Linked DNA regions of Mus musculus: region 2 is linked to region 1. A link is a contact called in public HiChIP or PLAC-seq data. All regions are on one chromosome and are shown on one strand. The core of a region is the stretch at or near the end of the contact, and the rest is flanking DNA. Distances in the headings are between cores, read along the strand shown.

Region 1 (3,389 bases), core at 442-2,941:
TTAGCCCAGAGGGTCAGAGGGCAGAGGATAAGAGACAAAGTCAGGAGACAGAGGATGAGAGAGAAGGGGAAGGGAACCATGTAGAGGGAGGACAAAGGACTGCCTCTGGATAGAGAGGAGCCATAGGAAAATAAGGTCTATAAAGGTAAAAGGGAAGCCCTGTGTTCAGATGAGGTGTTCAGTTTTAATTGGGCATGTTAATTAGGTGAGCCAAAGGGGGCTTTTGATTGCTGGACTTCAATACTTTGATAGCTGGACCTTGGTAGTCAACCTTAGGAGGAGGAAGTGGCCAAATAAAGAAAGCGACCTTCATAGGTGGCTTTAGAAATGTCATCTAGTGGATTTTAGCAAGGAAGCGAGAATGTGAGAGAAGGGCAAGTGCTGCGGGCAGACCAGCTGCTCGCGAGGAACTGAGATGGCAGCTCGAGCTGAAAGAAAGGAACTAGACAGACGGAAGAAAGAACGGAGCCAAGTCAAACAGGATTCTGATCAAAGCTCAATTTTACTAATTCGTGCACCGAGTTATGAAGCAGGGGGAAAGGGTTAATTCCCACCAAATAATCCTGGAGTCCAGTTGCAGGGTGACCACGTGTATGGCTCCAGAACAGCAAAGTGGCAGGCTCCAGCAGTGGGCGTGGCAGAACGATTAAGCGGCAAGCTCCACCCCAATGCAAACAGAGAAACCTGAGCAAACAGGTTTCAGGCTGCGGAGGGGAGGCTACAGGCAAAGCCTACCAGAGCCATGCTCACCAGTCTCAAGCTGACCAGAGTGCCTTCACCTGGTGTCTGGGTGAGAGAGCCTGCACATTAGACTAGGTCACGTGACTCTAAAAGAAGACCCTGTAGTACAAAGCTAGAACACGCTCGCGAGCACACACACACACACACACAGAGAGAGAAAGAGAGAGAGAGAGAGAGCGTAAGAGGACTCCTACTGCCAAACATCAGGACACCCTGACTTTAAGAGCCAGAAAGCTATGCCAATTTGTTTGGTTACAGGTTCTTGTGATACTGACAGAGTTGGCACAGCGTGTCTCTCTCGAGAAGAGACCAGAACTGACAGGTGGAGTTTAGGGCACCCCGCCATCACACAAGCAAAATACTCAGAAAAACACACTGTACAGTAAGGCACAAGTTCCCCACTAGTGGGAATGCCCAACTCTGTAGTTCAGGGGCTGTCAGACAGGCAGATAGTTCCTGCAATGGGAATGAAGTTGGAAAAGATGAAAAGGCAGACTCCTCCTCCCAGCCCCACATCTTTCCAGATCTGTCCTGCAAAGCAGACTCGGAACAACTCAAACACCATCCAGCCTCTCAGGTGTATATATTGCATTTCTTAGACTTTCCAGTGTCTTCTCTGTAATTTGGGGGAAGTGCCTGAAAAGGAACAAGAAGAGGATTCGTTCCTCTTATCTCCTAAGAGTGGGTCTATCCTCACCTGCTGTCAGTGTCTTTCTCAACTCTGCCTGCTTCTGGGAAGCATCATTAGAGTTCAGGCTGGGTTGTTGGGTTTTATTTTATTTTATTTTATTTTGAGAAGTATGTCTGTTTGTGACGGATGTGTTCAGTGACTCATCAGAGGAAATGCTGTGTGTTACCAAAAATAATAATTTGTATGTCAATGCAGTTGTTAACTGTCCCTCCTGCTCTTAGTTCTCACTTCCCCCCAGACTCTCATAATTACTGTTGTTCTGCATCGAGCAGCAAGAATCGTATTTCTCTGTCCAGAAAATGACAGCTACTGGGACCCTCTTCTCTGCAGGGGAGGCCTGCGCAGCTGAGCACAGAGCCTGCCTAAAGCCCACATCAGGGCCGACTGAGTGCCTGCATTGAAACGGGTCAATGCACCCCAAAGACCCACAGCTGCTGGCACTGGTGTCTGGGTTCTAAAGGAGCCTCTCTAGTACCAGCTGAGTGACCCCAGACAAGCCACAGAACCTCCGGGGCCTCTGTTCATTCATCTGTGAAGCTGAGAACACAGCACTCGCTCGACTAATGAATGGTATCGCTGGCTTTGTTTTCGTTAACATTTTATTTCTGGGCCACCAGACCAGACACCTTTGCAAAATCTGGAGGCGCAGTGGTAGACAGAGCAGCAAAACATCTTTCTCTCTCTAGACCTCCACTGGGGGGAGTGAATCAATCGTAAATGAGCCCACAATACAGGATTTCTAAGGGTCTTGGTGACAAAGTAAAGCAAATGAGTGAGGAAGGGAGTGAGCAGGGAAAGTTCTCCAAAGGCCGCCACTGAGGCACGCCCACAGGAGGACAGGGGGTGGGCGATGGGGTGGGAGGTGGGGAGGGTGAGGTGGGGGGTGTCTCGCGTGCGCGAATTTGGAGAAAGAGCATCCGATATTGTGCGGACAGCTGATGCACAGGTTCTGAGGTGAGGGCGAACACCGCATATTTAAAACATAGGAATGATTGAGCACTGGGCAGAGATCCCAGGGGGAACACAGTAACTGAGGGAAGCCGAACCAGGCAGGATATGGCTGTTGGCTTTTGTCTTTACCCCACAGTGAGACGGGAGTCCATAGGATCTCTGGGGGTCTGACAAGACTCTTTCCAGGAAATGTGTTGAGAAAGGAAAGTTTAATGAAGCTATATGCCCCAAGGTGTTTTGAAAAAGAAAAAAAAATGCATGGAAGATGATGGGGAAGTAGATGATGATGTTTCTTAAAAATGCAGCCTTCCATATGCTTCAAAAAACAGGTAGTCATAGAGATGAGGGGTGGTGAGTTAAATACAATCTCCACTTCACTATCTCTTCTTCAGGAGAAGTCAAGTTTTGTTTCCATTCCCAGGAGGCTTGGTTGGCCCTGAACCTGCAGATTAATGGAGACACCATGGGTAGATGCTATATAGGTCTTGGCTTAACCTCTTGAAGCTCTCTGTTGGCTTCCCCTCCCTCTCTCTGGGAACTCTCACTTCGGAGACATTTACTCTCTCAGCATGTAGCAGTCATGTGGTGAAAAATTCCAAGTCACATGGAAAGGCCACATGCAGAAACTCCCAGTGGCAGCCCACATGGGCTTTGAGACCACTGCCACTATCTACTGCCAGGCATGTGAGGGAACTGTCTTCAAATGTTCCAGTCCAGCTGAGCCCCCATGACTACGCCTCGGCCAACGTCTTTCTGGGGCAGAAGAACCTTCCAGCTGTGCTCAGTTAAACCCACAGCATCATGGGATGCAACACAACGGCTGTGGCTTTCAGCAATTAAGAGTTTGAGTCGCTTCTTCATATAGGAACGAAGAAGCAAAACTCTAAGGTGGCTTCTGGGCCTGAAAAAGCCTGCTCAGCCAGGTATCAAAAACTTGAGAAAGTTTTCATGTCAATGAGTGGAAAGCTTCCAGAAACAAAGTGAACAAAGTGCACACTCCCTTCCT
Region 2 (3,389 bases), core at 446-2,945, 920 kb after region 1:
ACCATGACCAAGGCAACTCTTTTTTTTTTTTTTTTTTAGACAGGGTTTTTCTGTATAGCCCTGGCTGTCCTGGAACTCACTTTGTAGACCAGGCTGGCCTCGAACTCAGAAATCTACCTGCCTCTGCCTCCTGAGTGCTGGGATTAAAGGAGTGCACCACCACGCCTGACCTCCAAGGCAACTCTTATAGGACAAGATTTAATTGGGACTGGCTTATAGGTTTAGAGATTCAGTCTATAATCATCAAGGCAGGAGGATGACATTGTCCAAGCAGGCATGGTGCAGGAGGAGCTGAGAGTTCTATGTCTTCATTGGAAAGCCTCTACAAGACTGGCTCCCAGTGGTTAGGAGGAGCGTCTCATTGCCCACTCCCACAGTGACACACTTCCTCCAACAAGGTCACACCTCCAAATACTGCCATTCCCTGGGTCAAGCATATTCAAACCACCACATTCTACCACAAAAGCTATTCTAACCTTAATCAAGAAGACTTTTTACAATGAATAGAGGTAAATACAGAGATTCAGGGCTGCCTAAGACGCTGAGAATAAGTGATAATTGAGGGCCAGCAATAAACAAGACATTTATATTGCCTTCTCTAAGGTTTAGGGAACATTGAAGAATAGAGGTTGGGAAGAACATACAAGCCAGAAGACAAGGAGAAAGGCTGCAAATGTCATCCTCTAGGCATGCCATGACCATTGCAATTATGAACTTACGGTTGTGGTTATCTGCAGTGGGCTGGCCTTAGAGTAACCCTGTTACCAGTCATAAGTAAGGGAAGAGGCCATGGGACCATACCCCTTACTACTGAACTCTATATTATTGATAGATTCCAAAAGGGAGTCATTTTCTTCAGTTGTGTCCCCACTGCTGAGCTCACCAGTCTTCGATAGACAACTCCAAGTTCATGGCCAGACAGATGGTGCTGCTTCAACTCCGTGGGTCACAAAAGGAAACAAATAGGAAAGAATGTAGACAGGAGATCTGTAGGGAAGAGGAGTGAAATAGGCATGGGTGAGAACCGAGAGTAATCATGTGTTATACACCTGTGTGAAATTATCAAAGAACAAATATAATTAAAATATCTTAGGCATCTCTGTAACGCACATTGGCCTCCTCTGGCTTAGGATGCACCAGTTCTTCAGCACTGTGTCTGTGGCCATTTTCAACAGTGGAGTCAATAGCAAGAAGCACAGAAATGTCCCAACCATGCATTAAATATATCACAGAAGGGACACGTGATTACATAGAGAGAGCTGCGGCAGAAAGCAGAATGTTGCTTTGTTTGTTCATAAATAGGAATGAACGCACTAGGTGAGTCAAAATTTTGCCACTCTGCCTGTGTCCAAGAATGGTTGCAAAAGCATCATCCATGCTGGTCTCAGGCACTAATGAATGTCAGTGAGTATGAAAATCCACAGGCAGATCTGTCAAATAGTAAGATCCATCTGTATGTATGTGCCTGCGTTCATGCCTGCATTCTTTAAACATAATCAATAAAATATGTTGAGTGCTCGCTCCCAACCATGAAGATGCCTCCAGAGACTATGCCTCCGATATGCAGTAGCAACATTCACTATTACTGAAGTGCACCAACCGTTCAAGAGCTCCCCTGTAATAAGGCAGAGACTGCAGCAAGCTAAGAACACGCTGAGACTTCCCCACTGCCATTTCCGGCTGTTGGAGGGTGGACTTCTTGGGTGTCTGTCTAAGCACAGCTGCTCCCTGGGGACTGGTAAAGCCACACAACCCTCTGCAAAACAACATAGGCATCCTCAGTCAGAGTGGTCAGAGGCACGTGGTGAAGGATTAGATTCTCCTCAATCCAGCTTCCGTTTCTTTATTCACTCACTCACTCATTCATTCATTCATTCATTCACACCATCCATTCATTCACCCATACCCTTCCTCTACTCACACCATCCTTCATTCATTCATGCATATTCCCTTTTCAACACCATTTCTTCTCTCATTTCTTTAAATTCTCCTCTTATCCATCACCATCCATCCATCCATTCATTCAAACGCTTCCTTTATTCATATCATCTATTCAGCCACAAATGTCCTTATTCACTTTACCTGATCGCTCATTCATTCAAACCCTCCTCTCACTCACAAAATCCATTCAGTCATACCATTCCCTTATTCACACCATCTGTTCATTCCTTCATACCTTTCAAACCTTGGTTCATACCATCCACTCATTCACCTTGCCTTTAATCACACCATCCATTCATTTGTCCATTCATTCAAACCCTTCTTTCATTCACACCGTACATCCTTCCTGTATTCACACCATCCATTCATTCAACCCTTCTCTTATGCATACCGCCCATTCATTCATGTCCTTATTTGAGTCACGCTATCCTTTCATCCACACCATTCCTTTATCTGCATCATGTGTTCCTGAAATCAGTGCGATCGTTCTCTCCTTCTTTCTGATGAACCTGCATCAAAGCAACTTGGAGATGCCTGGTGTCTTACTTTATCTTGTTCTTTTCTCCCCCTGGCATCATCCTCCATGACCAAGATGGAGCAACGGCCACATGGGAATGAAATCCTGAGTGGACACCCTGATTAGCCATCCAAAAAAAGTATCTTGTCAGTGGAGGGAGCTGCTTAGGTGGGAGTCTGGCAGTGATAGGTGTTTTGAAGGGCCCACTCTCTGGCCTGATTTTCTTTGGTAATGTTTGCACTTCCCAAAGCTGCCAATCAAGATAGTCCAGAAGAGCTAGATGTGCTTCCATGAGAAAGAGGATGAAGGACCGTCAACCAAAGGGAGTTGGTGAGGCTGCCAAGGGTGGCTCAGCTCAGGCCACAAGGTTTCTAGATGGAAGGTCACAGAGAACTTCTCTCAAGATGGACTGGGTAAATTCCACATCACCAGTGCATCTAGGCCTGGTCTGAAATCACATCTCTCCAGTGTCTTGTAGACCACTGTCCTTCTGTCTCCTGCCTCCTGCAGAGCTTAGGACAGCAACAGGTTAGAACCGAGTTTAATGAAACTGGAATAAAAGACAAACCAGCGACAGTCAATTACTGCCCAGATCACTCTGAAGACACTCAGGGATACTCCAACCTTCAAGATTAGAGGAATGGGAGTCCAGTGCTCAGAGAACTGGACCCACCTCTACTCCCAAGCATGGGGCTCGGGCGAAGCTATGTTGCCATCTTGTGGTGATTGGAGGTGAGTTTCTAAGCTCTGGCTAACTGCTCCACTCTCCTCTGGAGTCACAAGCTCCAAGACCACATCCTCAGGCTGTTGGTGCCAAACACTTCCACTGGGAGACAGGCTTCTCAGAGATGGACTTTAATCTCAGAAAAGAGTCTTCCTAGGCCCTGAGCCTTCTAGCTAACACTGCAGGACCATCCAAGCTACATCTCAC

The links. HiChIP or PLAC-seq counts read pairs in DNA pulled down with a chosen protein or histone mark.
Region 2: a RAD21 HiChIP or PLAC-seq map of pro-B cells shows a contact between it and region 1, with 12 times the contacts expected there. The contact joins two enhancer-like sites. A contact is called at or near these places in 1 of 15 datasets of contacts at CTCF or cohesin (pro-B cells) and 1 of 115 datasets of contacts at active chromatin or transcription factors (embryonic basal ganglia).

Annotation. Positions count from the first base shown.
Region 1 is chr17:44,349,945-44,353,333 of GRCm38.p6, forward strand. No RefSeq gene overlaps it. Among named protein-coding and RNA genes, the nearest start is that of Clic5, 160 kb to the left of the region's middle. Within about 2 kb of position 1,692, at least 60 of the 459 cell types and tissues checked have an H3K27ac peak or open chromatin away from gene starts, as enhancers often do. A contact at or near this core is called in pro-B cells, where this site is marked.
Region 2 is chr17:45,271,941-45,275,329 of GRCm38.p6, forward strand. No RefSeq gene overlaps it. Among named protein-coding and RNA genes, the nearest start is that of Gm41582, 10 kb to the left of the region's middle. Within about 2 kb of position 1,696, at least 11 of the 459 cell types and tissues checked have an H3K27ac peak or open chromatin away from gene starts, as enhancers often do. A contact at or near this core is called in pro-B cells, where this site is marked.